Regions from separate parts of the Danio rerio genome. Here regions 1 and 3 are each linked to region 2. Evidence: chromatin contacts called from public Hi-C and Micro-C data. All regions are on one chromosome and are shown on one strand. The core of a region is the stretch at or near the end of the contact, and the rest is flanking DNA. Distances in the headings are between cores, read along the strand shown. Region 1 overlaps dhx35 (DEAH-box helicase 35). Region 2 holds the start of mafba (MAF bZIP transcription factor Ba). Region 3 overlaps dhx35 (DEAH-box helicase 35).

Region 1 (2,833 bases), core at 198-2,697, 480 kb before region 2:
GCTTTTTTGGCCTTTCATCTTTCTTAATGTCTTCAAATACGTCACAAATTCTTCTTTAAAAACCACTAGTTTTGGGAGAATTTAAAAAAATTTCCAATGAATTTATGAATATGGAATTTTAATAATAACAATAATAATAAAATTTAATAATAATGTGTGTGCGAGCATGGATGTGAGAGAGAGATTGTGTGGTTGTGTGTCTGCACGTGCATGTGTGTAAGAGGTAGTGTGTGATTATGTGTGTGAGTAAGAGAGAGAGAGCCTGTGTGTGTGTGAGACAGTCTGTATTTGTGTCTGTGAGGTTATGTGTTAGACAGAGTGGTTGTGTGTGTGTGTGTAAGAGAGAAAATAAAAAAGTGTGTGTGTGTGGTTGTGCCTATGTGTGCGTGTGTGTGTGGTTGTGCCTGTGTGTGCGCGTGTGTGTGTGGTTGTGCCTATGTGTGCGTGTGTGTGTGGTTGTGCCTATGTGTGCGTGTGTGTGTCTGGTTGTGCCTGTGTGTGCGTGTGTTTCTGGTCGTCCCTATGTGTGTGTGTTTGTGTGTGTATGTTTACATGTGTCTGTGTGTGTGGTCGTGCCTGTGTGTGTGGCTGTGCCTGTGTGTTTGTGTGTGTGTGTGTGTGTGTGTATTTGTTGTCTGTGAGTTTATGTTTTAGACAGAGTGGTTGTGTGTGTGTGTGTGTGTGTGTGTGTAAGAGAGAAAATAAAAAAGTGTGTCTGTGTGTGTGTGTGTGTGTGGTTTTGCCTATGTGTGTGTGTGTGTTTTTGGTCGTCCCTGTGTGTGTGTGTTTGTGTGTGTATGTTTACATGTGTCTGTGTGTGTGGTCGTGCCTGTGTGTGTGGCTGTGCCTGTGTGTGTGTGTGTGTGTGTGTGTGTGTATCCATGTGCCTGTGTGTGGTTGCGCCTGTGTGTGCAAGTGTGTGTTTCTGGTTAAGCCTGTGTGTGTGCGTGTGTCCATGTTTCTGTGTGTGTGGTTGTGTCTGTGTGTGTGTGTGTGTTTCTGGTCGTGCCTGTGTGTGTGGTCGTGCCTGTGTGGTTGTGCCTGTGTGTCTGTGTGTGTGCATGTATCCATGTGTCTGTGGTTGTGCGTTTGTGTGTGTGTTTCTGGTTGAGCCTGTGTGTGTATGTGCGTGTGTGTGTGTGTGTGTGTGTGTGTGTGTGTGTGTGTGTGTGTGTATGTGCGTGTGTGTGTGTGGATGTAATCAGTCGTTCAGCCGCCCTGCTCTCGGGCCGGTGACAAATAGAAAGTGTCTCGCTGTAGTTTATTGCCCTGATCAGGTCAAACGAAAAATATTGGAGGTCTGTGCGAGGAGACAGTTCCGTCTGCCGCAGATAAATGGACTGATCATTTCTTATTGAGAAACAATTCCTAAAAGGTGCTTTACAGCATGACTGAGGGAAGCGCGCGGCCGAGGCTCACCGTGACCCGCGCCGATTAAATGGAGAGAGAGAGAGAGGGAGAGAGAGCTTCTGAAGGCGCAGACACTCCATCTATTATCACGCGGCAGTCCTGATGAAGAGCAGGCTGCTGCCGCTTTATTTATTTATTTACTCTCTCTCTCTCTCTCTCTCTCTCTCTCTCTCTCTCTCTCTCCCTCTTTCTCAGGTGAAGTACAAGGCTGGCCTTCAGGCTTCTACACTCCAAATGGATAGAGGGAGGCAATTGAATTTTACACTCCTCTGGTTATGATTAATGCGCGTGTGCGGAGACGCAGGTGCGCGCCGTGGCCGGCAGATGGCGCTGCTGCTGCACTGCAGCGTGCGCGCGTGTGTGTTTGCGTGTGTGCGTGTTTGGCTGATAATTGATATAATACATGAAATCTCCACGCTGCGTCTTGATCGAGTTGATGACAGCAGCTGGCTAATTTCATGACCATAAAATGCTCTCATTAGTTTTAAATATTCAGTAGTTCTTCTGTGGTAGCAAAGCGCTGTTCCACAAAGTGAGAACTAAAAATACTGTAGTTATTTATGATTATTTTGAACCACAGTGCTGTAAGGTGTATTTTACACAGTTTATGGTAGAGCATTCATAACTGTGAATTATGTATTTAGAACTCTTTGTTAATAAATGCTCAAGCATACTTTAGTATTAAATACAGTGAACTGATTAACTGTAATAAATACTGTAGTGTACTTTAGTTTTTTAACTACTCTAAACTAGTGTATTGTATAAAATGTAGTTGTTCAGTTGTAAACTAATTATATTAAATTTACTACACTATTTCTTAAATTATTAATATGAATGTTTCCCAACTCCTCAAGTTGTGAAACTGTCCTGTTGATTCCAGTTGTAGGAACAACAAATAATAACTTGACTTCTAGTTGATCATTTAGAAAAGCCGATTTTCCCATGAATCATCTGTTGATCTGCGTCCCAATCATCACAAATACTGCAGAAGACCTATTGGAACCCACATGGACCCAAGATTCTCACAGAAATCAGTCAAGTTTGGTAAAGAAAAAATCATGGTTTGGGGTTACATTCCGTATGGGGGGCATTGAGAGATCTGCAGAGTGCATGGCAACATCAACAGCCTGAGGTATCAAGACATTTGTGCTGCCCATTACATAGCGCTCCTTCTCATACTTCAGCCTCCACATCAAAGCTCCTGAAAGCAAAGAAGGTCAAGCTGCTCCAGGATTGGCCAGCCCAGTCACCAGAGACGAACATTATTGAGCATGTCTGGGGTAAAATGAAGGAGTAGGCATTGAAGATGTATCCAAAGACTCTTGATGAGCTCTGGGAGTCCTGCAGGAAAGCTTTCTTTTCCATTCCAGATGACTTTATTAATCAGTGATTTGAGTCAGTGTAGAGATGTATAGATGCAGCT
Region 2 (2,906 bases), core at 22-2,521:
CGTCCTTGGTGAAGCCCCGCAGGTGTCGGTTGAGCTCCCGTACGGACATGGTCACAAGCTGGTCGTCGGAGAAGCGGTCCTCCACGTTCAGGCCGCCCCCCACGCCGTGGTGACCCTGCTGACCCGGGTGGCCGTGCGGGTGGTGATGGTGGTGGTGGCGGTGGTGGAGCTGCTCGGGCGAGGTAGGAGAAGGGCTGTCGGGATCCTGGCTGTGGTGGTGGTGGTGGTGATGGTGGGGGTGGTGGCCGTGAGCGCCGGGGTGACCCGACAGGTCGTCGGGGTGATGGGGGATCGCGCCGTACTGGTGTTGATGGTGATGGTGCTGCGGCTGCTGTTGCTGCTGTTGCTGCGCGTGGCCGTGGTGGTGATGCGCGCCCCTGTATCCATCAAACGCTCCAGCTTGCAGCTGCTGCTGCACGTGAGGGGGCGGCGGGTGCCCGTGGGCCGTGGCACCGATCAGAGCCTCCACCGCGTCTTCGGGCGTGAGGCTTAACGTCTGCGGGTCGATCTGCTGCGGGTACGCGCCGCTGGGCATCCAGTACAGCTCCTCCAGGTGGTTCTTCTGTTCTGTGGGGCTGAAGCTCGGGGAGGACGGCACGGAGCTGCACGGGGTGCTGATAGGAGTGGAGGACACGGAGCCCTGCGGCTGGAGGCGGTTGCACTGCCGTATATTGGCGCGGTCGTGCGCCGCCATGGCCTCTTTCTTTACCTCGAATTTCATTAAATCAAAGTCATTGACATATTCCAACGCCAGCGGGCTGGTGGGCAGCTCGGGCCCCATGGCGAGATCGGCGCTCATCGTGCCCCTGTTCTTTAGCAAAGTGTTGGGAAAACCAGACTTTGGCGTTTTTTCTCCCCTCTCTTTGCGCATGCAATGTTCTTGATGGGTCTCCGACCGCGGCGCGCTCGAGCGCTGGAGCATACAGTGTCACTCGATTGTGCTCGAACAACAGAAAGCCAAAAACTTTCAGGACTAATGCACCGCGAAAGACATCTGCCTCATATGGACGCGCAGAGCTCGACAGCTGCAGTCTTTGGAGTCTACTCGCGGCGCTGGAGAAAGTCAAGTCTCTCGCGCGCTCAATGTCCCGTCGCAGCACTTCAACTCAAAACATAAATAAAAGATAAAAATGAGTACCGGAGGAGGGCTCCCGTCCCGATCCCGGATACTCCAAAATATGTCCTTAAGCCAGTGAAGCAGCGTTGGGGTGGAAGGGTGCTGTGTTTTTCCAGCTCTGCACCGCAGAGAATTTGAGCTCGCACTCACTCCTGAGTATTCAGACTGTAGCAGGACGCCAGACCGCTCTCCGCTGTTATAGCCTGCGCGCGCGTGACGTCAGAAGGGGCTGGCGACCAGTCAGATTTGTAGAATTAGCATAATGATGGTTGTTTGTGTGCTGTCAGCTGACGGGATGAAGAAAGCGAGAGTGGTATTTCGTGTATTGACTGATTGGATGTGCGCGCCTAACGAGGAGCCGTTTGTCTGTACTGTTGAAAAAGTCAAACGCGTACATTAATTGGGCACATTTTAATCAAGACGTTTCTTTTAGAGAGAGAGAGAGAAAAAGTTTTGTTCCATTTATACGCTTGCATTAAAATCTGTTCCCTTTGTGTGAGTTGTAAAACAAAACATATAGGTTTAAGACTCCAAAGCATAACTTTAGTAGAGCTTTAAAATGAATACAAACCCTCTATATGACGTATGAGTTTTAATATAAATAGATATCGGTCTGTTACATGCAGCAGCAGGTTGTTACATCAACCCTCATATGCGCGATAGCCTACTTCAAAACATGTCTTTTAAATCTCTGTAAATCTTTATCCATTGACAAAACTGCTCAACGAAATAAATATGTAAGTTAATACCATATCAAAAGATTTTGTTAGCGTAGACATAAAAAATAAATAATGAAAGATCAGGGAGAAATTCAAAGTCATGATTGTTAAGAACGCATAAATATGCATTAATAATAACCACGTTTTACATGGATGAGAACGCGCGTTACTCGTGATTTTGATGTGTTGTTGTGATGTTTATTGACTTTTGGATTTTCAGTAGGACGGGTTAAGTTTAGGGACTGGTATTGCGCTCCTGGTGACGCTTGATTCACGAAAACTCGCCCAACGCTGCCCTCATGTGGCACATCTGCTCACTGCGCGCTCACCTGAGCGCTCATCTCCAGCGCAGCTGCTGCTCTACTGTTATGTAGGGCGATATGAATGTAAAATAAGTGAGTTTACCTGTAAATAAATACTAGAGCCTTTAACTTTAGAGTTGCGTAAACGATGCACGATGCGTTAAGTTAACGAGTGTTTTTTTTTTCTTCTTCTGCATTTGTCAAAGCGGGGCTGATTGCAGCTTTGCGTTTTAAGCCATTTGAATATTTGTTTTGCTCAAGTCACTAATATCACACAATATCAAGTAGGATTTATTAATTCAAACAAGATATAAGCTATTTTAATTAACAAAATGTAATTAATATTACCGCAGTATAATGCTCTTATTCATTTTTCAAAGTCCACTTATTTCTTTTTTATTTACCTTACTTTTATTGTACCTGATTAAATACAGCAATTCTTTCACTCCAAAGTATCACCGTCTCTAAACGCAAGATTAATTTTTATGATCTCTTTTTTATAATATGTAATTATTATATCGCCTTTTTGATGAGACATCAAGAGTTAACCTTAAGAATCAGCTACAGAAATTCTCCTGACAACAAAAGCGACTCAATACGTCTTGCTGTTTAAGTAAATAAAACTTCAGGCCATTCAAGCGATACTCAAAAAAATTAAACTTTAATACGACTGCTATTAACTGCATTCATTTTAACTACCATAAAAGCTATATATTTTCCGTCATTGCGAATTTTACTCACCCATATCACAATCAAATACGACTCTGC
Region 3 (2,901 bases), core at 218-2,717, 370 kb before region 2:
CGCGATAAATGGCATCCAAAGTAAAAGTTTATTTTAACATGATTTATGTGTGTATACTGTGTATATATAATATGTATATATAAATTCACACATGCATGCGTATATTAAAAAAAAAAGTTTATTCATATTTAGATATAAAATATTTATGTAAATGATACAAATTATATATAAATTCAAATTTGTAGCAAAATATTTTGTATAGTTTTGTTTCAATGTATGTGAGTGAATCACATAATAAATGTTTTGTGATATTTCGTAATATAATGTAACATTTCTTGTTTTGGAAACATTTTAAAACGATGTGTCAGTGTTCCTTGTTGTTGTGGTTTTTGTGCTCTATTGAAGATAAGCTGTGGTGGGTTTGTTTTTGTTTTGTATTGTTTTAAGTAAACAATGGCAATTCGAAAAAAAAATAATGTTATTATTTTATTAAACAATTTTGATTTATTTTAGTGACTGCAAGTAAACTTAGGATTTATTTGGCATTGCTTTGGTTTAAACAACAAAAAGCATTTTGTTTGATTTTAGAGACAAATTGAAGGTATCCTGTGTGCAGTTTCTGTGATTTTGACATTTCTAAAATGCATTTTAAATGAAGTCAGAATGATTAGCCCTCCTCTTATATTTTAATTATTTTATACCCCCCTACTAAAATATGTTGTTTAACAGGTAGAAGATTTGTTTTCAAAATATTTCTAAACATAAGTTGATACTGATTTCTTTTATCTTTGCCATGATGACAGCACTTAATATTTGACTAAATATTTCAGATATTCAGCTTAAAGTGCAATTTAAAGGCTTAACTTAACTAGGCAAGTTATGGTAATTAGGTAAGTCATTGTTTAAAGATGTCCCAGAGATGGGTTGCGGCTGGAAGGGCATCCGCTGCGTAAAAACTGGCTAGATAAGTGATCCCGGATTAATAAAAGGACTAATTTGACAAGAAAATAAATGAATGAATGTATAAAGATGGTTTGTTCTGTAGTGGAAAAAATATGTGGCTAATAATGAAGACCTTAAAAGGCGTATGAAATTAAAACTAGTCCTATATTCTAGTCAAAATAAAACAAAAAAGACATTCATATTTAAATATTTTGTAAAAATTTTCGTGCTCCAATAAATATCACAGAGAAATAATTTTAAAAATTTAAATTAAATAAATAAATATATATAATTTAATTTATAATATATATAATTTTGCCCTCAACTGTATTTAGTCTGATCCTAACGCAAAACAAGCTTTGTCTTTAGGTTTGTCACTATATAGTGAACACTCGGTGTCAGGTAAAGATACACAGACCATTATGGAGAAATCCAGTACATTTCGTCTGAAGTGAAGATTCCCAAAGTTTTCGTGTTGTCGGAGGGCCTGATATGGAGTAATTTGCACCCTAACGGAGTGTAAGAGACGCAGCATCATCATCATCGTCTGACATCTGTTGACCAGCGAGGAGGTGTTGAGGTTTACAGACCCGCGCGCACACACACATCAGAGGTGCTCTGTCAACGCTCCGGTCCGGGGCTCTCAGGGGTGTGATTTTCTCAAAACCAACGTCAAACGTGAGACGACGCCTCCAAGCTCAATCTGTTCATCCGATGAGGCGAAACAAACAAAACCGCGCGTGTATGTGTGTGTGTGTGTGTGCGAGTTTCACACCCGTGGGCCTCAGTCGTCCCATCAGCACAAACAAAGGTGTGAGGAGAGCAGCAATCTGGCCAGGAAGAGTCTCTCTCTGCTTCCTCTCTGACATGATCTCATGTGTTCATCTTCGTCTTTATCAGATCAGATCAGTTCACGGGACATGAAGAAACTGCACTGAAACTCTGGTAGCACAGCATAAACAGTTAAAAATCTACTTAAACGTAAAACATTAACACATATAAAATATTATCATTTTAACGCTTGATTTTTTTACTGAATTGTTTATATGTCTGTGTATGCATGTGAATATATGTATATACACACAGTAAAGAATTTAGTTGTCATAGAGCTTTTTTCCTTGACAGCTGGTCAGAAAATGAACGTTTTTCTTTTGTTGATTGAAAGTTTAGGTTATTATACATCACCCTATATTTTATTAGTCTAAAAATGAATATAATAAGGATGTCTGAATAATATTTTGTTAAAATATAAAATAAACATGCTCTGAATGACAAACTTAATATTAAATTTGGATGAAATTACATGTTTTTAACAGAATAAAAACAAAATCCATAATTTTGTTCCAGGCAGTTTCTTAAATATCTCAATATATATGCAAAATATTTATTTCAATTATATACAACTTTTTTAAAATCAACTTTTTATATTTTATCTTTGATGAGATTTCCAAGAAATTGTCAAGCATTGATGTATTTTGCTATTTTAAGAATTAAAAACCCTGTACATTTATTGAAGATGTAAAATAAGCAAGGATTAGTAGATTGCATAATCACACACACACACACACACACACACACACACACACACACACACACACACACATGCTATTTCAGTTTTTGTCTACACTAAAATTTCACTCATAATTCATCTTGACGGCTGTTACTTTTGTATTTGATCAATGTCTGAATAAACATGTTTCAAAGTAAACCCTCTGTGTTTGTTTGTTGGTGTAATTACTTTAATTTAATCAGGAATCAACTTGTCATTAAATAAATAAACTTTTATGTAAAAGTGCACTTAATTCTATATTATTTTATGTATTCCCACACATCTCTTATTAATTTGTTTCTTACAAGTAAATAGAATAAAATTAAACATAATAAAATAAATAAAATAATAAAATAACATTAATAATTATTTAATTGTTACATTTTCTGGGCGACCATTTCTACTGATGTTATAGGCTACTGTAGACAAGGCGATCTGCTGTTGTTGGTCAATAGAGGGCGCTCTACACT

What was found. A called contact is a pair of places that touch in the nucleus more often than the background predicts.
Region 1: a Hi-C map of hematopoietic stem cells shows a contact between it and region 2, with 2.5 times the contacts expected there. The contact joins the enhancer-like site here to the promoter of mafba in region 2. A contact is called at or near these places in 2 of 18 Hi-C or Micro-C datasets (caudal fin and hematopoietic stem cells) and 1 of 4 datasets of contacts at active chromatin or transcription factors (embryo).
Region 3: a contact with region 2 is called in a Micro-C map of caudal fin, with 12 times the contacts expected there. The contact joins the enhancer-like site here to the promoter of mafba in region 2. A contact is called at or near these places in 5 of 18 Hi-C or Micro-C datasets (caudal fin, embryo, hematopoietic stem cells and 2 more) and 3 of 4 datasets of contacts at active chromatin or transcription factors (caudal fin, embryo and pancreas).

Annotation. Positions count from the first base shown.
Region 1 is chr23:2,943,889-2,946,721 of GRCz12tu, forward strand. The region is part of intron 17 of dhx35 (DEAH-box helicase 35); the gene reads left to right. Among named protein-coding and RNA genes, the nearest start is that of dhx35, 27 kb to the left of the region's middle. Within about 2 kb of position 1,448, at least 30 of the 62 cell types and tissues checked have an H3K27ac peak or open chromatin away from gene starts, as enhancers often do.
Region 2 is chr23:3,420,570-3,423,475 of GRCz12tu, forward strand. mafba (MAF bZIP transcription factor Ba) reads right to left here and starts at 1,272. Exons shown (of 1, transcript NM_131015.3): 1 at 1-1,272. The coding sequence starts at 922.
Region 3 is chr23:3,048,019-3,050,919 of GRCz12tu, forward strand. The region is part of intron 17 of dhx35 (DEAH-box helicase 35); the gene reads left to right. Among named protein-coding and RNA genes, the nearest start is that of dhx35, 130 kb to the left of the region's middle. Within about 2 kb of position 1,468, at least 7 of the 62 cell types and tissues checked have an H3K27ac peak or open chromatin away from gene starts, as enhancers often do.